Regions from separate parts of the Mus musculus genome. Here regions 1, 2, 3, 4, 5 and 7 are each linked to region 6. Evidence: chromatin contacts called from public Hi-C, HiChIP or PLAC-seq, Micro-C and promoter capture Hi-C data. All regions are on one chromosome and are shown on one strand. Each heading gives the region's core, a stretch centred on a gene start, on an enhancer-like site or on the middle of the called end of the contact. The rest is flanking DNA. Distances are from core to core; before and after follow the strand shown. Region 1 holds the start of Kank2 (KN motif and ankyrin repeat domains 2). Region 2 holds the start of Angptl8 (angiopoietin-like 8). Region 3 holds the start of Dock6 (dedicator of cytokinesis 6). Region 4 holds the start of Prkcsh (protein kinase C substrate 80K-H). Region 5 holds the start of Ecsit (ECSIT signalling integrator). Region 6 holds the start of Keap1 (kelch-like ECH-associated protein 1). Region 7 holds the start of Ccdc159 (coiled-coil domain containing 159).

Region 1 (3,704 bases), core at 44-2,543, 560 kb after region 6:
CCAAAATATTTTCTGAGGACTTAAGAGAGACACAGAAGTAGGGAGCAGAATTGGGGTAGCCTGGGCTAGGGGCACTGAGGTGGAATGAATAATGAATAATTACCACACCGTTTTGTTTGGTTATTTAAGGCAGTTTCCTGTAGCCCAGGCTGGCCTCAAACTCACTATGTGGCTGGGGATGACCCTGAAATCCTGATCCTCCAGCCTGCACCTCATAAGTGCTGGCGTGGCTGGCTACACCACACCACACCATACATTCTGGGGTGGAACCCCCGGTTTCATACATGCTAGGCCCACGTTCTCCATCCCCAGCCATGCTTATGTTTTTGGAAAAAGATCTTGCAAGCTGAGTGTAGCCTCACATGCCTTTAATCCCAGCACTTGGGAGGCGGAGGCAGGCAGATCTCTGACTTGAACCTAAAACGGGGCAGATTCGCCCAAAGCACCCCTAGACCCTATACATCTTACTCTCCAGATGGAGCGATGGAGGTCTACGGGTCTCGTTATCTAACCTCAGGCTGGTAACTCCGTGGCGGGAGTCGGAGGAGGCCCCTCTCTCCACAAGATCCCGGGATGAGAGAGGCGGAAGGAGGCTGGAAGAATCAACAGGTGGGAGTTTCCAGGAAAGGGCCACAGGGTCTCCCCAGAGTGCACCCCCCCCCACCACCAGCCTGGGTGAATCTGGGATCTGGGGGTTTTCCTGCCGCGCTCCCTCCGCCCCTAAAGTTGGGGGTGAGGAGGACCCCGCCCCGGGCGGGGAGGGGGCGGGGCCTGCGGGGTCCCAGTCTAATGGCAAACATCTGCTGATCCCCACACCCGCCCAGCAGCCAGGCCCAGCCCGGCCGGACGCCCGGATGCCTTCCCGCCGCTGAGGGGCCTGGTCCGGCCACCCGGAGCTGCGAGAGCGGGGACCTGGGAAGGTTAGGGGACAGAGCTAGACGAGAGTGGCGGAGCAGAGGAAGAGAGGCAGGGAATGATAAAGGCATAGAGGTGGGCTAGGGGCAAGGGAAGCAGGGCCCAGGTCAGGGCTGGGGAGGGGAGAGGAGCGCGGGGACCCAGACGCTCCGGTTTGCAAAGTTTGGGCGCAGATGTTAAGACTTGAGAGGGACCAGCTAAGAGAGAGTGTGCGAGCTTGTAGCCTCGGGTTGGAGGTGGGTTAGAAATCCTGATAGTGCCCCTAGAGTAGCCCGGACCCCACGCCACCCCGATCAGCCCTCCGTCCCACTCGCCTGGCACGCTCGAGCCTCCGCCGTCCCAGGCGTCCTGCCCGCTCCGCCTCAGTCGCCGCAAGCTTGCGGAGCCAGCGCGGTAGCCACGCCCCCACCAGAAAGCCACGCCCCTCCAGTCTCCCGGGCGCCTCGGCCGCGGGGCCTGGGGGCGAAGTTGAAGGGTGGTCGTGGGGGTGCACGCGCTCTCGCTGCGGCCTGAGCACGTCCTAGGGTCTCAGTCGGCTCCTGGCCACCAGCCCTCCGGACAGGGTCCCCGCTTCTCCAAGCCTGGTGCCCGCCCTTCGCAGCTGGACGCTGCAGGGGGCGGAGCTGGCCGCAGCCCAGCTCGAGGGCGGGTGCGGTAGCGGCGACTGGAGGTCACCCCTCCCCCGTTGGCCGCCAGCAGCTGGAAGTCTTCCAGCTGCAGGCCGGGTGCACCATGGCGTGACCGCCGACCCAAACTCTAAGATTGCAGCACCCACACCCCAATCTCCTGAAATTGAAGTTGTGCCTCAGTTTCCCCATCAGCAAAATGGGGTCAATCACATGACCCATCTGTTAAGTGTGTTCAGAAAATTCCCTTCATACTACTCTTGGGCTGACACAAATCACAGGGCGTGGTTTATTGATTTTGTGAGGTTGGGGATGGACCCCAGGACTCTGAATGCTAATCACTCTGCCTCTAAACTACACCCTAGTCCAGAGATGAACTTCTGTTTGCACTGGACTTTCTGAAGCCACTCTCACAGCGGGACTGCACACCTGTAGTCCCAGCACATGAAAGATGTGGAGCCAGGGCGATCAAGTACTAGAGAGGTCACCTTCTACTCCAGTAATTCTGAGCCAGGAGAGACTGTCTCAAAATAAACAAACTAAAGACAAAACAACAGGAAAGAAAGAAAGGAAGAAAGAAAGAAAGAGAGAGGAAGGGAAGGGGAGGAAAGAGGAAAAATATAGCTTCCTGGAAGCCTCTGCTTAGCACACGTGACAGGTGGATGTCTCAGTGGGTAAACTGCCTGCCGGTGTGAACTAGGATCTGAGTTCGAACTCCAGCATCTACATAAGAGTTGGGCCCACAAGTTTACCTGTAAGCCGAATTCTGGGGGCTGGGCAGATCTCTATGGCTGGGGCTTACCAGCCAGTGAACCTAGCTGCATCTATGAACTCCAGGTTCAATGAGACCTGTCTCAAAAAATAAGTGGATGACCAAGGGGAGGCTCGTCAGATGTCAAGACGAAGGTGCCTGCTGCAAGCCTGAAAGCTCAATGCCTGCGATCTATACAGTGGAAGGGGAGAACTGAGTTCTGCAAACTGTCCTCTGACTCCACATGTGTGTCATGGCACCCATGCACCCACAAACATACAGACAGACAGAAAGAGAGAAAGAGGAGAAAAAAATACAATTAAAAATGATAAACCATTTAATCCCAGCACTTAGTAGAAAAGGCTGAGGCTGAGGTGGATGGGTCTTTGTGAGTTCAAGGCCAGGCTGGGAAGCAAAGTAAACACAAAACAAAAAGTGGAGAGACTGAGGAATACTCGTACATCACACGCTTGCACACGCAAACCCTCACCACAGGTGGACACACGTGACCTCGCACACAGGAAACACTCTTTCCCATGGCCATGTTACAATGTGAGTGTGTTCTCTTCTCCCACTGAATGAACGTCACTGCCCCCAGGGCAGGGGCCATGTCAACTGTCAGCACACCACACAGGTTGTATATAAAACTCACTTTAAATTAAAAACAAACAAAAACAAAATTTAGAATCCATCAGTGCAGACAGACAGGGGGCTCATCTCCTAGGACTTCGACTCGGGGCAGCTATAACTCCAGAAAGGCACAGGCAGCTGAGGTGTGGGTGCTGGTCTTCTGGGTGTGGCTCTTAGCCTTGTCAGAGGTCAGCCTTCCTGAAACTTGATCTGTTCATGGAGCTCCTGGGGGCAGAAGGCAGGTTAGCAGGCCCCAGGACCCCAGCTCCACAGTCCACCCCAACAGCTTCATCCAGCATCAGAAAACCCTTCCAAGAATCTGTGTGGCCTTTCTTCTGTCCAGCCCGATTTGATCTTTTTCTTTTAAAGAAATCACATTTATTTTTGCTCTCTCTCTCTCTCTCTCTCTCTCTCTCTCTGTGTGTGTGTGTGTGTGTAGACATCAGAAGATAACTTACTAGAACCGAATCTTCCCTTCTACCATGTGGTTGTGGTTTCTGGGGACTCAAACCCAGGTATTCAAGCTTGGCTGCAAGCACCTTTAATCACTTAGCCATTTTGCTTTCCCTGACCAGAAGATTCACAGCATGTTAGAATCATGTCTATTTCACAGGTGTGGAAACTGAGGCTCAGATGGCTGGCTGAAAGCTGGGGACATGGCTCAGTGGTGGGACACTAACCTAGTGTAAACCCTAGGGATCAATTTCCATCATTGGAGTGGGGGGGAGAGTAAGCAAGATGGTTCAGTGGGTCAAGGTACTTGCTACCAAGCCTGCTGACCT
Region 2 (3,661 bases), core at 547-3,046, 600 kb after region 6:
CATGAAGCACATGCATGGAAAACAGGGTGGGCTGTGACCCCAGGTGACACAGACAGTGGGTGGAACCTCTGTATGCACACATCTAGCTAGATTCAGGGAGCTACAAGGCCAGGCACAGATGGGTGCTGAGAGTCAGAGGTGTTTTTGTTTTTGTTTTGTTTTTCTAATTCAAGGTCATCCTGGTCTACATAGCAAGTTCTAGGTCAGCCAAAGCTACATAGGGAAATCTTCTCTCAGCAAAACCAAAACAACTAATACCCGAGACAGGGTCTCATCTTGCTCAGGGCAGATCTGAGTTTGCTATTTAGCCTAGAAGGACTTTAAGGTCTTAACTTCCTGTCTCCACCTCCAGAGTGCTGGGGTGACAGGCATATCAGGTACTGGGGGTGGAACCCAGGGCTTTGTGCACACTAGGCAAGTACTCTACCACCTGAGCCCTGGCTCCAGCCCCCGAGGGCCAGAGGTCTGGAGAAGTGGCTCAGCAGTTAAGGGTACGCACTGCTCTTTGAGAGGATCCAAGTTCAGTTCACAGCACCCACTTCAGTCAGCTCCAGGGGGACCTGATGCCTCTGGCCTCTTTGGACATCTCTGTTCAACCCTGCCCCCCAACAATAAATAAATAATTAAAAACATAAGGTGGTCCCACCAGTAGCCAGGTGGCAGACTGGCCTCCCGCAGCCCACACTACCACCTTATTGGCTCCCTGGAGTTATCTATAGGGTCTGTCTTTCAGATACAAAGAGAACCGGAACCTGGTCTTGCCTCTTCTCCCCAGCTGTAAGTGCACAAGCCCCAACCCTGTAGGCCCCCTTAAGCTGTGTGATGGAGGCATCTGGCCTGCTAGCTCAGCCTCTGAAGCTCTGTACCAACAACCAGTAACAGCGAGTCTCCACACAGAACAGTGAGTGGGTCTCTGTGACAGAGTCCTGTGACTCTCGGTGTCAAGCTCATCGCGAATGACTAACTTCACGGCCATTTTCTGTGGTGCTAGCGATGGAATGCTGAGTGCCCCGAAAGCCTTCTACCTCTGAGCATCACCTCAGCTCTTGTTTTCTTGCCATAAGAGAGGATCTAGTTCTGTAGCCCAGGCTGGCCTTGAACTCATGTTCCTCCTACCGCAACCTCAGAGTGTAACGTTCTATTTGCAAGGGAAGCAAGGCTGTTCCTTTGAGTGCGCAAAGTGGATGTTCAACAAATGCTTAGTACTACTTGTGGGACGCCTAGGTAGAGAAAATGGGTTGCAGTACTTGCCCTGTGTGTTCTAGGAAGTTAAATCGAAGTTAGCACAGATCATAAACCATGCGGGGAGTCAGGCTCCATGATCTCAGAAGGAGGATGTCTGTCATGTCACTTTTTCGCCCCTCCTCCACAGCTATTGGCCACACCCAGTGACCCCTGCATTAGCTGTCTGCAGGAAGGAGACAAGGCTGGAGCCCCTGGATGGCCCTTTGGGTGGCCCAGCAATACTGGGCCTGCTGTGTTGGATGTGAAGGGAGCCACGTTCTACACTTAGATGGGAAACTGAGGCTCAAGGCAGTGATATGCTCATACAGACACTGGCGCTGAGAGCTCTGGTCTGAGCTTGCCCACTACCTCCAACCCCCACACACAGCTGGCCCTGAGTTCTAGCAGCGTGATATCAGCATGGCCTGCTTAGCCATCAGTCTGATGCAATGGCTGAGCCTCCGCCAGGCCCTTGTGCAACCATGGCCGGTTAACCATTGACCAGGGGGGTCAATGGCAGCCTATGGAAATAAAAGGCAGCCGCAGCGGCCCGGGAACCACACCCACGAAACTGTCAGCCATGGCTGTGCTTGCTCTCTGCCTCCTGTGGACCTTAGCATCAGCAGTGCGACCCGCTCCAGTGGCCCCTCTGGGTGGTCCAGAGCCAGCTCAATATGAAGAGCTGACCCTGCTCTTTCACGGGGCCCTGCAGCTAGGCCAGGCCCTCAATGGCGTGTACAGAGCCACAGAGGCTCGCCTGACAGAAGCTGGGCACAGCCTGGGCCTCTATGACAGAGCACTGGAATTCCTGGGGACAGAAGTCAGGCAGGGCCAGGATGCCACACAGGAGCTTCGCACCAGCCTGTCGGAGATTCAGGTGAGCACTGGAGCTGGGTGTTGGTGGCAGGTAAGAGTCTGAGGAAATGGTAAACCCAGAACAGAGGAAACATACCCTGATGACACACCATCCTTGAGCAGGTGGAAGAGGACGCTTTACACCTTCGAGCTGAAGCCACAGCCCGATCACTGGGGGAAGTGGCCCGGGCCCAGCAGGCTCTGCGGGACACTGTACGGAGACTACAAGTGCAGCTGAGAGGCGCCTGGCTCGGTCAAGCCCACCAAGAATTTGAGACCTTAAAGGTAAGGGACTCCCAGGTCTGAGAGGGGTATAGCCTGCTTCTCAGAAAGAGGCCACCACTGAATCCTGGGCTAGAGGACCCTCCAGTTGTATATGGGGTTCCAGCCTCAGTGACCTTCTGGAAGTGACCTTTGCAAGTAAGGGCAAGAAGCAGGCACAGCTGTGGTTCTAGAACTCCAGAGGCAGGGGCAGGAGAAATAGAAGGTTAAAGGCAGCCTTGGCTACAAAGTTAGGCCAGCTGACTACATGGTGATACCTTGTCTCAAAGAGAACAAGAGAAAGAACAATCCTAGCACTGGGAATAAAGGCAGGTGTGTGTGTGTGTGTGTGTGTGTGTGTGTGTGGGTGTGTGTGGGTGTGTGTGTGTGTGGAGTCCAAGGTGATTTCTGGCTAGGTAGACATCCGGGTTAAGCTTGGGGTACATGAAGCCCTGTCTCAAAATATGTAAATGAATGAATGAGTAAGGGACCAACAAGGTAGTTAGTTCAGCAGGTAAAGGCTGCCAAGCCCATGACCTGAGATGGATTCCCAGGACCCACGCAGTCCTGGTGCTATGTATCAAGAAACCAATCAATATTGTTTGATGTGCATCTACAAACTATACAGAGCAAGTCCCATTTTAGATATACTTTACAAACAGGGAAACTGAGGCCAGAGGGTCTTGGACATTTGCTGGGCCCCATGGATGGTAACAGAGAAACTTGCAGTGGTCAGGAGATGGGAGGTGACCCAGATCTCCCAGCTAAGGTTTATATACTACCCCACAGGCTCGAGCTGATAAGCAGAGCCACCTCTTATGGGCTCTCACTGGCCACGTGCAGCGACAGCAGCGGGAGATGGCAGAGCAGCAACAGTGGCTGCGACAGATCCAGCAGAGGTGAGCCTGGTGGGATTACTCTGGGGTAGCAGTGGAAGTTGCCTAGGTCCACTGAAGGGCACCTCCCCGAAGCACTGGCCTTGACGGGGCTCTACCTCCCTCCCTAGACTCCACACAGCAGCCCTCCCAGCCTGAGACTACCTGGATGCCACCGAGGACCAGTTGTGCTGCAAGGAACACTGAAGCGCTCCACCAGGCCCATGAACAGGGCTGACAGAGCCGGCTGCCCATCAGCTGGACCTGGCCAGTGCACCCCGCTTCCTGGCAGAGCGGAGACAGAAGCAAGCAGGCGGGATGGAAGGCAGAAGACAGAGCCCTGTGGAGGAGGGCTGGAAAAAGACACGAGCCCCCTTATGCCCACACACCCCACAATAAAAGAGAACAGAGGCAATCTATGAACAGTGTCCACATCTGTTTCTGCA
Region 3 (3,744 bases), core at 1,197-3,696, 610 kb after region 6:
CCACCTCCATAGTTCACCCCCAAGTCTAACTGTTTTAGGTGTCCTGGTAGAAGACCTTCCCCCAGACCCCTGGGGGGTCCTCTGTGTAGCCCTGGCCATCCTGGAATGTGACCTGTAGACCAGGCTGACCTCAAACTCACAGATCCACTTTGCCTGTGCCTCCCAAGTGCTGGGATTAAAGGCATTTGCCACCATTGCTGGCAGAAGACATTGCTAAGAACAGAGATAGTCTGCAAAATGGCTCTGCAGGCAAGGGCATTTGCCACCAAGTGTAATGACCTGAATTTGACCTATGCAAAGGGGGAGGGATCGATCACCACCCTCAAGTTGACCTCCAACCTCTCACCTGTGCTGTGACACGTGTGTACACACACACACACACACACACACACACACACACATCATGCAAGAATAAGTGTCGTTTTTTAAAAGCAGTACCACACTGAATTGAATTGACTGGGTTTTAGAAATCAGGCTGCAAGTGCAACAAGAGACACTGTAGCAACTGTGGTGCTCCTCCCAGGCTGGCAAGGGTTACTGGGCCTATCGTTATAACAGGGAAGATGACAAGCCAGACACAGGGGCTGGAGAGATGGCTCCAGCGGTTTGGTTTAGAGCACTGACTGATCTTCCAGAGGTCCTAGGTTCAATTCCCAGCAACCACATGGTGGCTCACAACCATCTGTAATGGGATCAAATATCCTCTTCTGATGTGTCTGAAGATAGTGTACATACATAAAATAAGCAAAACTTTAAAAAGAAAAAAAAGCCAGACTCAGAACTCATATAACAGGGAGCAGAGACAAGAGGATCCCCAGGGCCAGTTCCCTGACCAGTTTATCTGGAGCTCCAGATCCCAGTTGAGTGAGCCTGCCTCAAAAATGAAAATAGAGGGAGGCTGGCAAGATGGCTCAGGAGCAACTTGCTGCTGAGCCTCCTGAGTATAATCCCAGGAAACCAAGTGGAAAGAAAAGGCTCCTTCCTACAAGCATCCTGTCACACACACACACACACACACACACACAACGAGAGTGGTATACACATGTACACACAGTAAGTGAATGCTAGGATAGGGTGAGAACCTTTCTCAAAATAAAGCAAACACAAAAGCAAGGTGCTGTAGATGTGGTTACCATGGAAACTGAGTGTGGCAGGGGGGGCCAGGAGTTCATGGCCGGTCTTGGCTACATAGTGCATCTGAGGTCAGCATGGGCTACGTGACCCCATCCCAGACTAACAAAACACAACAAAGTAAAACCAAGACTCCATTCAGTTGCAGGTTCATCTGGGGTTGTGGGAGAACTCAATAGGTAGGTGAATGTGCAGAAGCATCTATTTATCTACCAGGCTGCTTGGGAAATCTTGGGCTCCCTCACTACATCAAGGCCCAGGATCATTCTGCACATCTTTCCCACCTGAGCTAAAGGCATAAGGACTTAGGAGGCAAGACAACAAACAGAAAACTGCCCAACTGCTCTGCCCCAGATCACAACCCTCCTCTATCCAGAACTCTCTGTGGCTCTCACTTCACTTGGGGTCACAGTCAAAGTCCTTCTGGCCTACAAGGCGTAGGCCCTATAAAATCTATTCCTATTGGTCCCTCTGTGGCCCCAGGGCCTTTGCATTTGCTTCTTTCCTGGATGATGGGCAGATCTCTTCCTTCGCTCCTTTAGGTCTGTGCTTAACTCTACCTGGCCTACCATTGAGACCCTATCCTCCCTTTCCTGTCTTATGCATCCACACCATACCACGGACACATCTATGTTTGTCCCACCAGAGCGAAATCCAAGAATGGGGCAACTTTCTTGTGTCTCCATCAGGGTGGGACCCACAGAGTGGCTTCTCTCACCTAAGGTGGTCAGACAGGTCTCCAGAGGATCGGATACCTGGGATGATTTACCTGGGATGATTTCTAACCTACCCCAGATTTGAGCCTCTCTCACAATCCAGTGTCCATGGAAGGGGATCCCCCAGCATCTGTTGCCTGTCCCTCCCCTGTCTGCCCACCAGCTGGTTCAGTCCCCAGCCCCCTCGGCCCCCTCCCACGCCCAGCCGGTGCTGGGAGAGGCTGGGGCAGGAGACTGAGGGGCTATCCCCAGCTGTCCCCAGCTCCAGACAGCTGGGTCCCGGGACCCTGGGCGGGGGAGGGGTGCGAATTTCCCCAGGCTGGTGAAGGGAAGGACGGCAAGAGGGTCCGAATGCAGCCTAGCACTCTCGGAGCCCGGCCCGCACGGACCCGGGATGCGCTTCCTCCTCCGGGAAGTCCTCGGGGAGCCCGGCACGCCCCCGCTGCCCGCCATCTCCAGCACTCGCCCGTCCCGCCCAGAGTGGCCGTGACCGCGGCCGCTCTCACTACCTGTTGATCTTGTGAGCGAAGGCGCGGCGCTCCGAGGCCGCCATGACGCCCCGCGTCCCGCCGCAGCCTCCCGAGTCTGGGCAGCCGGGCTGGGCGGAGCAGGCGCGCGGGAGAGGCGGGGCCTGTGCTGATGGGGCGGGGCCTGCACTTCGACCCGCCCCAGCCGCGGAACCAAGACGGGAATGACGCGGGGTCTTCTCGGGGCGTGGTGGCGAGGCCGGGCCAACTCTAGGATGGGGAGGAGCCTTCTCTGGAGGGGGCGGGGCTTTCCCTAGATAGGGCGGAGCCTTTTCTGGGATGCCGTGGGGCCAGCATTGAGAGTGGGACAGAAATACTGGGGATGGGGAGGAGACAGCGCTGACAGGAGGATGGAGCAGGCTGTGATCTGGGATGTCGCTGCTCTAGGATAGGGACCGGGACAAGGCTGGAGAGATGAGGATCTTTGTGGGCGTGGCTTATGAGGGACGGTCCTTGATGGGCGGGACGTTGTGAGTGGCTCATCTCTGCGATGGGCTAGGGAGCTGGGGACCAGGCAGAGCAGGGCATGGGGTGGGTGTGGAGCAGGGGCAGGGCATGGAAGGGAGTGTTCCCCTCCCACTGGGGTCAAGATGGGGAAACTGAGTCTTCTGTTGGGCTGGGAAGAAAAAATACGGAACATCAAAACCTGTTAGGTCAGCCGGGCAGTGGTGGCTCATGCCTTTAATCCCAGCACTTAGGAGGCAGAGGCAGGCTAATTTCTGAGTTCGAGGCCAGCCTGGTCTACAGAGTGAGTTCCAAGACAGCCAGGGCTACACAGAGAAACCCTGTCTCGAAAAAACAACACAAAACAAAACAAACAAACAAACAAAAAAGTTAGGTCCTCACTAGTCCCGGAGGCACGCTGCCTAAAAAACAACATCAATGTCACACAATAATTACTAAGGTTTTGTTTATAGTCGCTCAATGGACATAGGTGGGAAGAACTGTTGTTTTCCACTACTGACAAGTGGGTTAACTGAAGCCTAGCAGTGTGGAGGCTTTTACATAGTAGGCCTCAAAAGGTGCTCAAGGGACTTCCTGCCAGTCTCTGGGTTGCAGTAGAGAGGTGGATGAGTCCAGCTAAGCTCAGGGGTGTCACTCTAGGAGGTGTGACTCAGAAAGCCAGTATCGATACCTGAGCGAGCCAGTCCGGAAGTTTCTGATTACCTGAAGTTGTAGGATGTCTTCATTAATTTGTGGCCTTAAATATCTTCCCAACAGCTCCTTTCCCAATAACAGTTTCCTAGAATTTTTTCAGTCCTGGCTCATCTTTGGATATGCCAATTGTCTGCTGCCTCCACACCTTCTCCTGAGTAGCTTCAGCCCTCTGAGCAGTCACGGTCAAAACAGTCTTGGTAGGGTAGGCAGCT
Region 4 (4,032 bases), core at 1,109-3,608, 760 kb after region 6:
TATGGGATAAAAATATCAATCTCTAGCATCCTATAAATCAGGTAGCATGCTTGATCATACCTTTTTCTCTTAGCATGAGAAAGGTAAAGGCAGGAGGATCAGAAATTCAAGGTCCCAGGAGACTAAACTCAGGTCATCAGGCTTGGTAGCAATGTCCTCATTTGATGAGACATCTTGCCGACCTACATTTCCTTGTTCTTTCCTCTCTTTCCTCTCTTTCTTTTTTTTCAGACAGAGTCTTACTCTGTAGCCCAGGTTAGCTTTTAACTCACTAGATACTCAATACTGTCCTCAAACGAATGCCAATCATCCAACCGTAGCCTCCCAAGTGTTCAATACAGACATGGGCCACCATGTCTAATTTACAGTATTTTTATTTTTTATGTATTTATTTATTTTCATTTTTTTTTTGAGACAGGGTTTCTCTTTGTAGCCCTAGCTGTCCTGGAACTCACTCTATAGACAAGGTTGGCCTTGAACTCAGAGATCTGCCTGCCTCTGCCTCCTGCATGCTGAGTACTGAGAAAAAAGACGTATGTCACCACTATCAGGTTTAAGATTTCTTCTTAATAATATGAGCAAAATCACAGTAGGCTTTTCCAAACTGTGGCATAAGCAATATTTGGTCTTGATAATTCTTTGCTGTGGGGGCTGTATTAGGCCTAATAACATGTAAAGCCTTCTCCTCGCCTATGCCTAATAAACTGGAGTAGTACCCTCCTGCATTCAGCAAAATGATAAAAAAGTCTGCAGACATTGCTAAATAGTCTCTGGGAAGGGCAGCATTATCTCCTCCCCCTCCAGGGAAGCCACTAGTTTTTACTTTCTACTACTTAACAATGCACTATATGAGCATTTTATGAATGTCAAGTACTACCTGTGCAGTTACTATGCCCATTTTACAGGTGGAAAAACTGAGTACAATTAGATGACTCTAAGTTCCCCAAGATCAAACAACTTTTATGCAGAGCAAGGATTCAGACCCCAGAGAAACAAACTCTCTTTGGGCTGAAGATATAACTCAGCAAAGTGCTTGAGTAGCATGAATAGAGCCCTGGGTTCCAGCCTCAGCACCGCATGATGCCCGCATGGTGGCACATGCCAATCACCCAAAAAGGTGGAGCTAGGTCTCCTTTGAGTTCAAGCTAGCCTGGGCCACATGAGGCTAACTCTCAAAAATAATTTAATAAATAAATAAAATTTGGGTGGGAGGGATAATGGCTCAGTGGTTAAGGACATTTGCTGCTCCTGCAGAGCGAGGAAGGTTGTTAGTCTCAAGCACCCACATTGGTCAGCTCATAAACACCTGTAACTCTAGCTCCAAGGGATCCAATGCCTTCTCCTGGCATCTGAGAGTACTGCACTCTGCCCACAGAAACGCAAAACAGAACAATAAATAAAGAAAAACAAACTCTAGAATCTGTGCTTTTCACTCACCCATATGCACATTAGAAGAGGTAATAGTACAAAGAAATGGGAAAGAAAGATAAGATTTGAGTGTTTGTTTCAAGTTGGTCACATAGACTCGTGCTGGAGAAACACATAGCGCCTACTCAGAAGACCTGGTGGGCACGGTTGATCCCGGATCCTTCGGTGCAGTCTGCAGCCATACTTACCTAACAGTTGGATTTTTCTTTGTAACTCAAGCACCTGTGCGTGCACAGAAGACTTCATTGCATGGAAGGAGGTTGCTGACTTGGGATGATGTGCAGGCCAGGCCTGTGCCCGGCCCATAGACTTGCTTCGGTGAACCTTACTGCCTTTGGCTTTGGAAGAGGGCGCTGGAGCTTGCTCCGGGCTAGTCACCGTGGTGGTCGCGGCTGCCCAGCACAGGGGGGACGTCATGGTGATCGGGTTAAGGTCGGGAAGCCTCTAAGGGGTAGGAGAATAACTACAAGTTGGCCTCTATAATCCAGGATCCTAAACGCTGGTTCCCTAGGCTCTGGGAATGCACTTCTGCTAACTGCCTGGCTGCGGGCCTCTTAGCATCTCCCGGTTGCTAAGTAACTTCCTCCCCCCGCCCACGTTCCCAAGGAAACCGCCCGCGTTACACTCCACTGCTCTTATTGGCTGACTCGGTTCGGAGGGGCGGTCCCACAAAGAGGCCCAGCGAAAGAGAGGCGCGAGCGTAGCGGTCACGTGACGCCTGCGTGTTCGCTGGCAGTGGCCAGTAACCCGCCACTCCCAAGATGGAGGCACGTTACGCCGCCATTAAGCGCTACACTTCCGATCTGTTCTAAGGTTAGGTCTTCATGTTCCTACTCAAGATGGCCGCCTCAGCGCCCGCACACGCACTCTTGCCACTCCTAACATGGCGTCCCGGAGTTGCCGTTCGCCAAGAGGGATGAGCAAAACGGAAGTGACGTATCCGGAGCGTTCCGTTCTCTTATTCTACTGCAGGAACCGTGGCTGCTGAGCTAACCTGGTGTGGTGGCTATTGACCTTTGCCTCTACCTCGCGTAGGTGATGAAGTAGCGATGGGAGGAAGGCACCCTAGTTTCTTATAGGTTGCAGCAGGGTGGGTGGTGTGGAGGGATCGTAAATCCTTTGAACCTTTGGCGGGAGTTGCCCATTTCACCTCTTTACCGAGAGACCTATGGTTTTGAGTTCACTTTGAGACTCTTCCACTGGCTCGGGGCGGAGAGACGCCCCTTGCCCTTGCACTTCCAACTCCGATTGTGCCCTCCTTTTCCGGAAGCAGTGGTGAGGCCGGTCTTGGGTAAGCTGCCTTCTCCCAATGATTAGATGCTTCTTCATTCTTTCCTACAGTGAGAGGCCATCGCGTATCTTCCTGCCGCATAACACACTTCCGGTCTCGGCCCGGACGGGATGCTGCTGCTGCTGCTACTACTACTACCCCTCTGTTGGGCTGTAGAAGTTAAGAGACCCCGGGGCGTTTCCCTCAGCAGTGAGTCTCTTCTTTGTGCATCGGGAGGGGCGTTTCAGCCTTTTTCCTCCGTTTCCCGTAGCATTTCAGCTGGTGAGTGAGTGGGACAGAGGTAATATTTATTTAAGATCTGAGCAGAGCTTCTTGTTTCCCTCACCAGACCATCACTTCTATGAAGAATCTAAACCTTTCACCTGTTTGGACGGCACAGCCACCATCCCATTCGATCAGGTGAACGACGACTACTGCGACTGTAAGGACGGTTCAGATGAGCCTGGTGAGCGTTTGCATTTGCCCATCGCCCATTAAATGAGCCTGCTAAGCGCAGATGCCCCAAAGAACTTGGATCTCACTCTCCTGTTGCTTCCTGCTCAGTGAGCAGAAGCAGGCACAGAAACAAGATCCCTGTTGGCTTGGATTAGCTGAGGGGCAGTGTTTGTAGGTGCCAGTCCTGGTTTCCATTCCCTATCAAAGGAACAAATGTCCAGGTGTATGACCAAGTCAGCAAATGTCATTGCAGGAACCATGAATGGCATTCAGGAGGAGGTGAGGTTTCGAGTCAGGAAGAGCCAACAGAAGACCCTCTCAGAAGTGGGAGGAGGAGGGAAACTGAATGGCCTTCTAGGGATTGATGAAGGCAAAGAGGAGTGGAGGGGAGTTGCCTGGCCTTTTTGAAGGGCCTCCGGAGAAGCTGGGGAATACTGGAGGATTGTGTTGCTGGCCCCTGAAGATACAGTTTCTTCTTGGTTGTGCTTTAGTTTATTTTTGTTCTGGAGACACAGTCTCTGGTGGCCCAGCCTGGCCTTGAGCACACAGTGTAGCTGAGAATGACCTGGACCACGGGTTATCCTGTGATCACCACCAGAGTGCTGGGATTACAGACGTGCACCACCACACCCGAGTTACACTTACTTTGCTGGAGCCCCCCACAAACAAATGTGGCGTGGGGAACACGCATCAAACTTTTTTTTTTTCCTGTAGGCACAGCTGCTTGTCCCAATGGCAGCTTTCACTGCACCAACACTGGGTACAAGCCCTTGTACATCCTCTCCAGCCGGGTCAATGATGGGGTATGTGGTAAGTGCAGTGCGGGTCCTCCCAGGATCTGGGGAAGGTCGGGCCAGCCAGGGGGAGACCTCACCCAC
Region 5 (4,198 bases), core at 365-2,864, 850 kb after region 6:
AAAGGGCAGGTCCCCGAGCTCGCTGCTAGCCAGCCTAGTCAGTGAGCTACATGTCCCACTGAAAGATCTGTCTCAGAGCACACGGTGGACAGCTCCTGAGGGACAACATCCAAGGTTGACATTTGTCCTTTGTACACGTGAACACATACTAACATACATCCCTGTACCCACATATGAACACATAAGATTGCTGGGTGGGATAGCACATACCTGTAATCTCAGCACTTGGGAGACCCCGGCTGGCAGACCTCTGAGTTTGAGGTGAGACGATCTATATAGGCATAGCAAGTTCCAGACCAGCCAGGACTACATAGGCAGGAAGATGGCCTCCAGAATCAAACCAGCTGGTGATAATTAGTAAGTCCCATGTCAGTCTGAGCTACAGTAAGGTCCTGTCTAAAATTTAAATAAATAAGAGTGGGGAGAGGAAATTTAGCTGAGAAAGGAACTTGCTGTTGGAACAAACAAAGCAAACCTAATGACCTGAGTTTAAACCCTGGAACCAACATAAGGTGTATGGATAAAACTCCAGAGCTGTCCTCTGACCTCCACCATGCACCAGTGCACATGTGCCCCACCTCCATACCATGGCTAAAATAAAAACTTCAAAGTAAATACACATCGGATGGAGTCCACCTGCTGTACCTCCCCTCTCTCTCATAACTCCAGCCACACTGTTTTGGTCTGATGCACCTCAGGCACGGGCTTTGAACTTTTTTTTTTTTTTTTTTTTTTTTGGTTTTTGAGACAGGGTTTCTCTGGCTGTCCTGGAACTCACTCTGTAGACCAGGCTGGCCTCGAACTCAGAAATCCGCCTGCCTCTGCCTCCCGAGTGCTGGGATTAAAGGCGTGTACCACCACGATTCTTTTACCCTCTGCCTACTACTTACTGTCTTGGTATATGCCTGTAATCCAGCACTCAGAAGGCTGGAGCAGGAGGATGTTCATGATGAATTCAAGGCCAACTTGGGGTACATAAAGAATCTTGTCGCAGGGAAAAACACATTGCTTGCAACAATCACTGTTTTGAATTATCTGTTATGTTTGTGGTTTGCTCAATTAGGAAATACTTTTTAAAATCTGTTTTTCTCATCTGATTTCTGTTTAAAATCTGGTTGTGTCTCCACTAGCTGGGCCAGTGCATGGTACATGGTAACTGCCCAACACCGACCAACGGAGTGGAACTAAGCAAGTTTCTACAAAACAGAGAGAAATCTGAACAGCCAGGTCGCGTGTGTGTATGCGTGTGGGCTGGCACGATTCCGGGTCTCTAAGAGGTCTCATTGGAAGGTTCCAATGCCTGCGTCACAGACAAGATGTGTGGCCCAAGTCCGCGGTCCCATCTGTGAAACGGACCGCCTGCAGCAAGAGGTGCCCAGCAACCTTTCCAGGCACGTTCCCAAGCCTGCACCCCAAAAGGTCACAGTGTCCCGACTCTGAGGCCGAGTTGAAGGTCATCCTCCCCGGCTCTACCAGGCCTGGAAGTGGACGCCCCGAATCCCAGACAGTCCCATAAACCTCCCACGCGCGACCCACCTACTCACGTGGCCAGCCGCAGACCCGAGCCGGCTCTGTGGGACCGCTGGACGCTGTCATGTTGAGCCACGGAGCTTCCGGTTACGAGTCGAAGGTGACAGCAAATCAGAAGAGCCTGTGACGATAGGTCCCGCCCTCAGGAAGAGATCCACCAATAGGAAGGGGGGAGACGCTGGTTTCTCCTCAGGAGCAGGCCCTGCCCCTCACTGAGCTCCAGAAGCCTGGAGACTTTGGATACCAGTACGGAGGCGCTGGAGCGGGTTCCCCGGCGTCCGTCCGGTCCAACTTTCTCCGCGGTGTGGTAAATTATTATTATTGTTACGGACTGGAAGCACCACATCCGGTTCGGAGCCCAGGGCGGCTTGCGTGCTAAGCAAGCACTCTACTGCTGTCAACTAAGCCGCAGCCCCAGTCCCGGAATGCATTTTTTTACTAAAGAGGTTTTTTCAGTTTGGTTGGTTGAGTTGTTTGAGTCAGGGTCTTGCAGTGGTGCTCAGCCTGTTCTCAAAACCCTGGATTCAAGAGATCCTCGGGGTTCAGCCTCCCGAATAGCTGGAACCTCAGCTGGGCAACACTGCCAACAGCTTTAACAGAATGTCAAGCTGTGTTTATTTTTACTGTGTGTTATGTGTGTAAGTCTATGTGAGCATGTTCGTGTGGGAGTCAGAGGGCAGCTTGGGGGATGTTCTTTCCATGTGGGTACTGGGGATGAAACCTGGGTCATCAGGCTTGGCTGCGAGCACTTTTAACGCCCTTTAATAAAAATGTTTGAAGTTTGAATTCATCTATGTGAAATGGCCATATAAGTACAACAAGGGCTACTGTGAAAAAGGACATGCATTCCTGACCCCCCTCTCTCCCTCCCCAACAGGGAGTCTAGATTGACTCTTTAGCCCACCCACACTGAGGGCTGCGAGGCCTATGGAGTGCATGTCTAGATGACTGGATCGCCGGGGAATTGTACGCATGTATAGAGGAGAGGGATTTTATACATGTATAAAATGATTGAATATAGGCTTTTATTGTTTTAAGTGCATTTTTAAACATTGTTGTATTTTGGGTGGCACATGTGGTGATAATTTACTAGAATCTATCCTTTGAGTCCCAGGGATTGAACTTGGGCCATCAGACTTGGCAGCACTTTACCCACAGAGCTGACCTGTCAACCCCATAAGTAATTATTTTTATTTATTTATTTATTTATTTATTTATTTTGTTTGTTTGTTTTTTCGAGACAGGGTTTCTCTGTATAGCCCTGCTGGCTGTCCTGGAACTCACTTTGTAGACCAGGGTGGCCTCGAACTCAGAAATCCGCCTGCCTCTGCCTCCCAAGTACTGGGATTAAAGGCGTGTGCCATCACCGCCCGGCAGTAATTATTTTTAAAACAAGGTCTTGTGTAGCCCAGACTAGCTTTGAGCTTGTGTGTAGCTGAATTTGATTTTGATCTGATCTTCCTGCCTCTCTTGTCCTGGGATTACGAGCCTGTACCACCATGCATTGTCTCTGTAGTGCCAGGGATACAGTCCAGAGCCTCTTACATTGTAGGCAGGTTCTCTACCAACTGAGGTGTAGCCCCAGTCCTTTTCTTTCGTCTAGACAGGGTCTTACTGTGCTGCTTGGCCTGGCTGACCTGGACCTCTTTATATAGACCTAGCTAGCCTTTGTTTATGGCTCTAGTTGGCAGTGTAAACCTGGGAGAGTGGAGCCTCAAAATGAGGCTGACTAAAGTCTCATGCTACAGCACATCAGGCAAGTTATACTCTGGGCATTAAGAAGCATCGCATGGGTAAGGTGTTCAATTGTAAGGGCACACGTGGCAAAAACATGTTTTCCCATAGAGGTAACATGAATAACAACAGCTGAAGCAAATGTACTGCTGTTCACTACCCCCTGGGGGAGTAGCACAGAAGCACATCCAAGAACAGTTCTGTGTTGTGAAAAAACTGAAGTCACAAGAGTCATGTCTGGTTTTCTTAAGAGCACCCAGAATTCTCACACAACTCCATCCTTGGACTGTGTTCCCACAGGCCTTGATTTCATGGAGATCTGCAGTGTAGTGTGTGCTGCTGCAGGAAGTGCTGCTCTAGACTTGGCCATAGATAAGCATCTTGTGCCACTGTGCTTGGCCACTACATTAACTATTTTTAGGTTATTAGGATACTAGCTGTATTAGTCAGGGTTCTCTAGAGTCTCAGAACTTATGTATGGGTAGTCTCTGTATAGTAAAGGAATTTGTTGATGACTTACAGTCTGCAGTCCAACTCCCAACAATGGTCTGCAGCAGCTGTAAATGGAAGTCCAAGGATCTAGCAGTTGCTCAGTCCCACAAGGCAAGCAGGCAAAGAAGATAGAGAGTAAATCTTCCTTCTTCCAATGTCCTTAAGTAGGTCTCCAGCAGAAGATGTAGCCCAGATTAAAGGTGTGTGCCATCACACACACACACACACACACACACACACACACACACACACACATGCACACATGACCTTGAACTCAGAGATCCCCTGTCTTAATCTTCTGGAATTCATAGCCACTATGCTTCAAGATCTCCCTGCCAAGATCCAGGTCAGAAACTTTTAACTCCCAGCCTCCAGATTAGGATCACAGGAGAGCCTTCCGATTCTAGATTGTAGTTCATTCCAGATATAGTCAAGTGGACAA
Region 6 (3,629 bases), core at 915-3,414:
GGGTCCAGCTGCTGCACGAGGAAGTCGCTGCAGGCTCGAACCACGCTGTCAATCTGGTACATGACCGCCCCGTTCATCACGTGCAGGACACACTTCTCGCCCACGGAGATGGAGGCCGTGTAGGCGAACTCAATAAGCCTTTCCATGACCTTAGGGTGGATGCCTTCGATGGACACCACCTCCATGCCCTGCTCCCGAAGCCCGTTGGTGAACATGGCTTTAAAGACTGGGCTGGAGGAGGCCAGCACCACTTTGTGAGCCATGAATTGGGCAGCTGGGATGTCCTCATATTTGACCTGCAGGGTCACGTCACAGAGTTGCTGGCTCAGGCGAAGCTCGTTCATGACGCCAAAAGCCTGCTTGGTGTGATCCTCTAGTGTGTAGCTGAAGGTTCGGTTACCGTCCTGCGAGGGCGTCACCTCTGCCTTGCACTCCGTGGAGGCATACATCACTGCGTCCCCGGCCCCCTCGGGGCACTTTGACCACAGGGGCAGGAACTGGCTGCTGCGGGGAGCCCCGCTAAGCTTGGGTTCGGGCTGCATGGGGTTCCTGATGACAAGACACAGTTCCTCTGCTAGCCGTTAGGGGCCTGGAGGGAGGGAAGAGCACAGCGCTGGGAACAGAGGCTGGGTTAGACCAGACCCTGCCACTTTATTTTATTTTATTTGAGACAGGGTCTTACATAGCCTAGGCTGGCTTCCAACTCACTATGCAACCAAAGCTGGCTCCTCCCGAGTGCTGGGATTACAGTATGTGCCACCATGTCCAGCCAGGCTTCTTTTTTTGCAAGACTAAGCAATGATATCTAAGTGCAGATTTTGCCAAGCCAAGTAAACTGGACACAGCCGGCTCCATTCAAACTAACTTCTCAACTCGCGGGCCTTCAGGGCATATCATGTTCCTTTTCCTGCTCAGAATCACCCAACACCTTTCACCGAGCCCAAGAATGGAAACCCCAAATCGTCAATGGCCTGTAAAACTCCACACCCGCTTTCCAACCTCTTCACTGTTCCAGCCATCCTTCCCTCCCCTTGCCTTCGTCCAACATGTCAGATTCCTTTCAACACCACACCAACATTTACAGAGCCTGCCATTTATGTATTTGGGACTGCTCTGAGCTCCAGAGACACAGCGAGAAGACAGAAAAGGCCTAAAAATAAAGCAAGGTCTGTATAGGAAACACTAAGCGAACACCAAGCTCCTGGGGCAAGAGAGTGTGCAGCATCTGGAACACCCACGGGGAGGGATTCAGGAGACCCTTGGAGACCTGGGGCCAGGGGAGGAATTATGCTTTCAAAGAAGATGTGGGGAGACAAGAGAGGGTCTGCGTCTGGCTCCCCAGGTTCTGGGCTCAGCCTGGAGTCGCGACTCCGCGTGTTTTGTCTATTAGATCACCGTGGGGAGGGGGGGGATGAAATGCTCCAGGGGCCCCAGCTAGTGAGCGACTGTCACGCGTGACCACACTGCCGGAGCTCGGGCCTGGCATTGCGCAGGGGGCTGTGCAGCGGCCGCCCGGTACCCGGCGCCTGCTCCAGCGGCCTCCCCACCGCTCGGAGGCGCAGCCCTGACGCCGGGAGAGCCCGCAGGGCCTGGTCCCGGGCCGCGGCCTGGAGCGGCTCACTCACCCCGCCATGGCCGCGCTCTGCCTCCGCCTCCGCCGCGCGGGTCACGGTGACTAAGCACAGCGCGCCACCCTGTCACAATAAGAGTCCCGGGGCGCCGGCCGCGGGCGACCCCTACCTCTACTCGCCGCGGCCACCACCCTACGAGGGCTCACGGGCTCGGCGGCGGGGTGCGCGCTTGGAGAAGGGCACGCGCTTCCCCCCACCGCGTGCACGGCCCCACGCGCGACCGCGGGCAGCTCCCGGAGCTGGCTCCCCACCGCATCCTCCGCGGGCGCTCGCTCACCTCCGTCCCACCCCCCCGGGTGTCTCTGTAGGTGCCACGCGTCCAATCCGCGCCGCCGGGCCGCCACGCGCCGCGCTTCCGGGAAGAGAGGAGGGGGACCGGAGTGGGGGTGGAGGGCTCGGATCGGGGCAGCGGTGCTGCGGGGTCCCGGGCGGCACGCGTGGGAGGAGCGGGAGGGCGGAAACGGGCGGCGGGTACGCAGAGGCAGTTCCAGCCCTTCCTGCAGGTGCCGGGCGGAGGGAGCAGGGCGTGGGTCTGGGCGGCCCTAGGAGGCTGCCTCCGGGTTAGGCTGTCCGGTACGCCTCCAGCTGAACCTGCACCGGCGGACCCTCCCACAGCCTGCACGGTCCAACTAGACCCATCTACCTGGTTGCGATATTTATCTTCTTGTAAAATAACTTTTTAATGTTTTTATTTCAATTTGTATTTTACTTTGTGCGTGTGGGTGTTTTGCCTGTATATGTATGTCTGTGCAACGTGGGCTGTGCAGTGTCCCCTAAAGTTACAGGTGGTTGTTAGCTACCATGCAAATGGGGGAATTGAACCCTGGACCACTGCAGGAGCAGCAAGTACTCTTAACTGCTGAGCCATCACTCCAGCCTTATAACTTCTTTTTGAGACAGGCCTCATTACATAGCCCTGGCTGGCCTTGAACACACAGAAACCTTCCTGCCTCTGCCTCTGCCTCCTTCGTGTGCTGTGGTTAAAGGCTGGGATATCACTCTGGGCTTTGTGTACATTAATTTGTGTGTGTGCTTGTGTTGAGGTCGGGGACGGCTGGCAGAAACTGATTCTCTTCCCCTATGTGGAGCCTGCAAAGTGCAGCTCGAGTGCTCCAGAGACACACTCTCCTCTCTGTGTGTTCATGTTTTCATGAGGAGAGGTATGGCATTCATCTGAGGGTGTTGGAGTGTTGGAATGCCCAGAGCTGCCTCTTTGTATTTCTCGTAACATCTTTATATATTTTTAATGGTAAGAGATACTTATTTGCTGCATATGGCATTTATGAGAGAAAGTTATTTTCTTGAACTATCAAGATGGCTCAGTGGGTAAAGGAGCGTCTGGCCAATTCTGGCCACCTAAGTTCCACCTCTGGTACTCACATAGTAGTAGAAAGCTTCCTCCTTCAGGTTGTTGTCCGATAACCTCCACATACACACATAAATTAACTTTGAAACATAAAGTTAAGCCAGGCGTGGTGGCGCACGCCTTTAATCCCAGCACTTGGGAGGCAGAGGCCAGCCTGGTCTACCCAGTGAGTTCCAGGACAGCCAGGCTACACAGAGAAACCCTGTCTCGGAAAACCAGGAAAGGTGGTTTAGAACACGTGTTGCTTTTGCAGAGGACCTGGAGTCCACTGCCACGATGCCTCACAGCCATCCATAGCTCCAGTTCAAGGGGACCCCATGCTGTCTTCTGACCTCTGTGGGCACCATGCAGGTAGGTGGTGCGCAGACATACAGGCAAGCAAAGTACTCGTGTACATAAAAGGAAATAAATCTAAAAATAAGAATATTGAGGGGACACATCTGTAATCCCAGCCACCAGGGCACTGAAGCAGGAGGATTACCTCCAGTTCACAGTAAGCCTGCTCGACCTAGCAAGACCTTATATCAGAAAACAAATGAATAAATATCAAAGAAAAGGATAGTTTCAAAAGAAATTTACCACGGGAGTCTGAAGCAGAGGGTTGAATGTTTGAGAACAGCCCAGACTACACA
Region 7 (3,754 bases), core at 198-2,697, 690 kb after region 6:
GGCTCGCTGTGGTGCCAAGATGCAGAGGTTGATGAAGGCACAGCCCAAGGAGACGTGAAAATAGACTGGGAAGACCTTGCTCTGCACCAGTCCAAATGTGTGCCGCGGGAGGCTCCGAAAAAGCAGGAAGCCTGGGAGGTGGAGGGCCACAAACACCGTTAGGTTGCTTCCGGGTCCCCCTCCTACTCAGTCCTCACTCTAAATAACAGGTTGGAGGGTCCCTACCTGAGATAAAGGTCACCCACACCTGCATGCCCCAGGCACCAGACAAGACCAGCAAGTGGATGACTTTAATCAGACTTCCCGGGTCCTCTCCTTTTTCCATTCTGCAGCCCTGGGAAGGAAACAGTGGTGACTCAGCTTAACCTTCGACCCCCGAGCTTTGAGGCCTTGGCAGAGAGTGCATAGGGCCAGCCTCACACTGGTGCAAAGATGAGAGAAAACAGCCTGGAAATGGCAGTTGGAAGACCCAAAGTAGACCCTAGACAATCTCAAGCCCAACCAGTCGATCTGGGCTCAGGCTTGGGGCTGGAATCGTGGCTTTGCGGTCAGGGACTTTGTTGGTGCTGGCCTTACATGCTATCCTCCATACTTGCAAAATAATAGTAATAATAATAAGTAAATAATATCACCCAACATGAAGGCTTGTACCTGTAAATCCCCAACACTTGGAAGACGGAGACAGGGGAGTTGCCACTTTTCTAGCTCAAAGTTAGAAAAAGATTCCTCAATTCCAAAAAGCCTTTAAAGACGTAGAAACTGGCCTGGTGATTCACAGTTGTAACCCCAACATATCAGAGGGTGATGCAGGAAAATCACTGAGTTTGAGGACTGCCTGACATACTGTGAGACTCTCTCAAAATAAGGAAGCAAGCAAACATCTCAGGTCCAGCTGAGCAAATGGCTCAGCGGGCAGAGCGTTTGCCTCACGTGCAGGAAGCCTCGCGTTCCGTCTCCAGTTCTGCATAAAACAGGTTCTGGTTCTAGTCTGTCATTCCAGCACAAAAGTAGAAACAGGAGGGGCAGGAGTTGGAAGCCAACCAGAGATACATGAGACCTTGTCTCAAAACCAAAATTCTAGAACAAAAGACTCTCTCTAAACCACAATGTCCACTGCACCCCAAAAGCTTGAATCCCAGCAGCTCAAGTTCACATACTTAGGTTTTCAGGGATTACCCTAGCTCTGCAGACATCTAAGAGCCCTCATCCGGAACCCGAGATATTCTAAGAACATCCCAAAACACCCCCGGAGCCCCATCTGACCCCACCGTTGGAGCACACGAGCTCAGGCGTAGGGACCAAGAACCGTGGCAGCTCCAGTGCAGCTCCGGCTTGCCTGAGATTTCCCAGGTTTTCTTCCGCCCCGCAGGCCTCGCCCCACCTCCCAGCCAGAGCCAATGAGATCACAGCTCTCACTCCTCTGGACTCTCCCACTTAGGGATTGCCCAGTTGGCTTGCGGGAATCAACTGGCCATCTCGCCTCTCCGGACTTCATCCAGTCTCACCGAAGATGCGCAGGCGCCAATGAGCTCCGCGCCTGAGCGGAGTGAACGGGCGTGGCTTATGGGAGGACCACGCCCTTCTCTGTGACTCCACCTTTGGCCTCCCCTCGTTTTCCAACGATGGTGTCCTCAGGGGATCAAAACTTCAGCGTCACAGCTGGGGACTGGCTTCGTGGTCCCTGATGGGAGAGCATGAACGGGTGGTATGCTGTAGTAGGTGGGAATGGAAGAGAATGGGGAGACTGGAAGGGTGTTAGATTGACAGAACAAGGGGTTAGGACTAATAGCAATGGTTAAGCTTCCAAGCTCGAAAATTTTTCTGGAGAAGGGGACAGCTGAAGATTCAATTGGGGTTGTGGGGAGGGCAGGCAAGGTTGGGGACCTTCTGGTGGTGACGCTCAGAAATGTGTCTTTCCTTTCCCGCTCTAATCTTCGAGGGTATCTGTGGTCCTCAGGTGACATTCTAGAACAAATTTCATTTACAAGCATTGGACTAAATCTGTGTAATCAGGGCAGCCCAATATAGTATATATAATTTTTTCCCCTCCCAGATAGATTCTCACTGTGTAGCCATGGCTGGCCTGGAACTAGCTTTGTAGACTAGGCTGGCTTGGAACTCAGGGACCCCCTGAGTTCTGGGATTAAAAGGGCTGAACTACCACATCCTGTCCTTTATGTGTTTTGTTTGTTTCAGATTTAAAAAAATTTTTATGTGTATTAACGATTTGCTTGTATATATGTCTGGGCACTGCTTTCGAATCTAGTGCCTGTAGAGGTCAGAAGAGGGCATCAAATCCTCTGGGACTGGAGACACAGACGGTTGTGAGTCACCCTATGGGTGCTGGGAATTGAACCTGGGTACTCAGGAAAAGCAGCTAAACCAACTCTCAAGCCATTTTTTTTTTTAAGGTTTTTGTGACAGGGTCTCTTGCCCTGACTTGACTGAGACTCACTAAGTGGACCAGGCTGGCCTCGAACTCAGAGAGATTTGCCTGCCTTTGCCTCCTGAGTGCTGGGATTAAAGGCATGTGACTACTTTCTGTCCCCTTTTTAAATATAAAGCCTTGTTATCCTTGTTGTGCATGAGACATGTCTTACGAGTGCGTGTGTCATGGCACGCACGGCAGAGGACAACTTTACGCAGTTGGTTTTCTCTTCCCACCTTTAAGCTGGTCACTGGGCATCCGTTTGGGTTTACCTCTCCTCTGACTTTCACTTCTGCCAATACTGAGGAGATTCTGGCTGGAACATCTCTGAGGAGTCTCTTTGGGGAAACACTAAAGAGATCAGGTGTCTGGGGCTGGTTCTTAGTTGGCAAAGCACCTGCCTAGCGTGCAGCTGGGTTCCACCCCAGCACTGTGTAAACGGGATGCAGTGACACACGCCTGTCGTCCTAGCCACCGGGGAGGTAGAAGATGGAGAATCAGCTGTTCAAGATCATTCTTGGTTACATAATGAGTTGGAGGCTAGCCTGGGCTACATGAGACTGTTTCAAAACAATACATAGCTAAAACCAAAAGGATGGGGAGTTAGTGGGCTCAGAGCTCCTCCCATGCCCCCTTTGCAGTGACTCTCTTTTGGCTGGCCTATCCCGGGACTCTGACGACTGTGTTTCTCATCTCTGCACACCTCCGTTACTCGCCATCACATCTTGGGCTGCTAAGGAGAGGAGCCAGTACTCACCACCTCCTGGAGAGCCTGGTAGACATTTGGAGGCCTGGGAGGGGCTGACAATTACAAGTGGCTTTCACTTGTCCCTGAAGGAAACCTTTGTCCCCCTAGGGCCCTCCTCAGACAAGGCTTTGGACTGTATGACCCACTGGTCCAGGGTTTTGGAGCCTGAGATCGTGAACACTGCTTCTGAACAAGCAGGGAAGTCTGGGGCCTGGGAGAAGGAGTGGGACTCAGAACCACAGCCTCATGAGGGTACACCCTGTTCCAGCTCAGACGTGAACAAGGACCATTATCATGACCAGGACCTTGTGAAGAGGAACCACTGTGTAGCCAAGGTTAGCCAAGGTTATCCCCACTTAGGGTATCCCCATTAACCTAAGAGTGAACTTGCTGTGCACTACTATGGCGCGTAGGGAAGGGGTGCAGGGCAGGGTCTGTACTCTGTTTCAGAACCTAGAACAGCACTGCTGAAGGGAGGCAGGGAGGGGCAGAGTACCCGGAGGGATCCTACTTGTGTGCCTTTGCTTGTTTGTCACAGTGGCTATTGTAGCCCAAGCTGACTCTGAATTTGCTCTGTA

The links. Promoter capture Hi-C pulls out the DNA fragments that hold promoters and counts their contacts. A called contact is a pair of places that touch in the nucleus more often than the background predicts. HiChIP or PLAC-seq counts read pairs in DNA pulled down with a chosen protein or histone mark.
Region 1: a contact with region 6 is called in an H3K27ac HiChIP or PLAC-seq map of bone marrow-derived dendritic cells, with 2.6 times the contacts expected there. The contact joins the promoter of Kank2 here to the promoter of Keap1 in region 6. A contact is called at or near these places in 1 of 39 promoter capture datasets (liver) and 3 of 115 datasets of contacts at active chromatin or transcription factors (bone marrow-derived dendritic cells, bone marrow-derived macrophages and pancreatic cancer cells).
Region 2: a promoter capture Hi-C map of liver shows a contact between it and region 6, with 3 times the contacts expected there. The contact joins the promoter of Angptl8 here to the promoter of Keap1 in region 6. A contact is called at or near these places in 1 of 39 promoter capture datasets (liver), 1 of 484 Hi-C or Micro-C datasets (liver) and 1 of 115 datasets of contacts at active chromatin or transcription factors (pancreatic cancer cells).
Region 3: a contact with region 6 is called in a Micro-C map of embryonic stem cells, with 4 times the contacts expected there. The contact joins the promoter of Dock6 here to the promoter of Keap1 in region 6.
Region 4: a contact with region 6 is called in an H3K27ac HiChIP or PLAC-seq map of embryonic stem cells, with 4 times the contacts expected there. The contact joins the promoter of Prkcsh here to the promoter of Keap1 in region 6. A contact is called at or near these places in 1 of 39 promoter capture datasets (neural stem cells) and 2 of 115 datasets of contacts at active chromatin or transcription factors (bone marrow-derived dendritic cells and embryonic stem cells).
Region 5: a Hi-C map of B cells shows a contact between it and region 6, with 6 read pairs. The contact joins the promoter of Ecsit here to the promoter of Keap1 in region 6. A contact is called at or near these places in 1 of 39 promoter capture datasets (liver) and 1 of 484 Hi-C or Micro-C datasets (B cells).
Region 7: a promoter capture Hi-C map of liver shows a contact between it and region 6. The contact joins the promoter of Ccdc159 here to the promoter of Keap1 in region 6. A contact is called at or near these places in 2 of 39 promoter capture datasets (embryonic stem cells and liver) and 3 of 115 datasets of contacts at active chromatin or transcription factors (bone marrow-derived dendritic cells, fetal liver and pancreatic cancer cells).

Annotation. Positions count from the first base shown.
Region 1 is chr9:21,797,253-21,800,956 of GRCm38.p6, forward strand. Kank2 (KN motif and ankyrin repeat domains 2) reads right to left here and starts at 1,294. Exons shown (of 12, transcript NM_145611.4): 1 at 1,230-1,294. Dock6 (dedicator of cytokinesis 6) reads right to left here. Exons shown (of 50, transcript NM_177030.3): 50 at 2,928-3,147. The coding sequence ends at 3,105.
Region 2 is chr9:21,833,714-21,837,374 of GRCm38.p6, forward strand. It overlaps Angptl8 (angiopoietin-like 8), which reads left to right and starts at 1,797. Exons shown (of 4, transcript NM_001080940.1): 1 at 1,797-2,101; 2 at 2,203-2,364; 3 at 3,130-3,239; 4 at 3,347-3,634. The coding sequence starts at 1,805. The coding sequence ends at 3,374. All of the region lies in intron 14 of Dock6 (dedicator of cytokinesis 6), which reads right to left.
Region 3 is chr9:21,850,189-21,853,932 of GRCm38.p6, forward strand. Dock6 (dedicator of cytokinesis 6) reads right to left here and starts at 2,447. Exons shown (of 50, transcript NM_177030.3): 1 at 2,357-2,447. The coding sequence starts at 2,400.
Region 4 is chr9:22,000,630-22,004,661 of GRCm38.p6, forward strand. Prkcsh (protein kinase C substrate 80K-H) reads left to right here and starts at 2,359. Exons shown (of 18, transcript NM_008925.2): 1 at 2,359-2,459; 2 at 2,770-2,908; 3 at 3,048-3,164; 4 at 3,869-3,964. The coding sequence starts at 2,830. It overlaps Ccdc151 (coiled-coil domain containing 151), which reads right to left and starts at 2,005. Exons shown (of 13, transcript NM_029939.3): 1 at 1,617-2,005. The coding sequence starts at 1,845.
Region 5 is chr9:22,083,813-22,088,010 of GRCm38.p6, forward strand. Ecsit (ECSIT signalling integrator) reads right to left here and starts at 1,615. Exons shown (of 9, transcript NM_001253897.1): 1 at 1,545-1,615; 2 at 211-396. Gm16845 (predicted gene, 16845) reads left to right here. Exons shown (of 3, transcript NR_040407.1): 3 at 1,131-2,319.
Region 6 is chr9:21,237,168-21,240,796 of GRCm38.p6, forward strand. Keap1 (kelch-like ECH-associated protein 1) reads right to left here and starts at 2,165. Exons shown (of 5, transcript NM_016679.4): 1 at 1-2,165. The coding sequence starts at 542.
Region 7 is chr9:21,926,024-21,929,777 of GRCm38.p6, forward strand. Ccdc159 (coiled-coil domain containing 159) reads left to right here and starts at 1,448. Exons shown (of 13, transcript NM_025977.3): 1 at 1,448-1,705; 2 at 3,070-3,203; 3 at 3,285-3,511. The coding sequence starts at 1,695. Tmem205 (transmembrane protein 205) reads right to left here and starts at 1,512. Exons shown (of 4, transcript NM_178577.5): 1 at 1,269-1,512; 2 at 226-334; 3 at 1-131. The coding sequence starts at 325.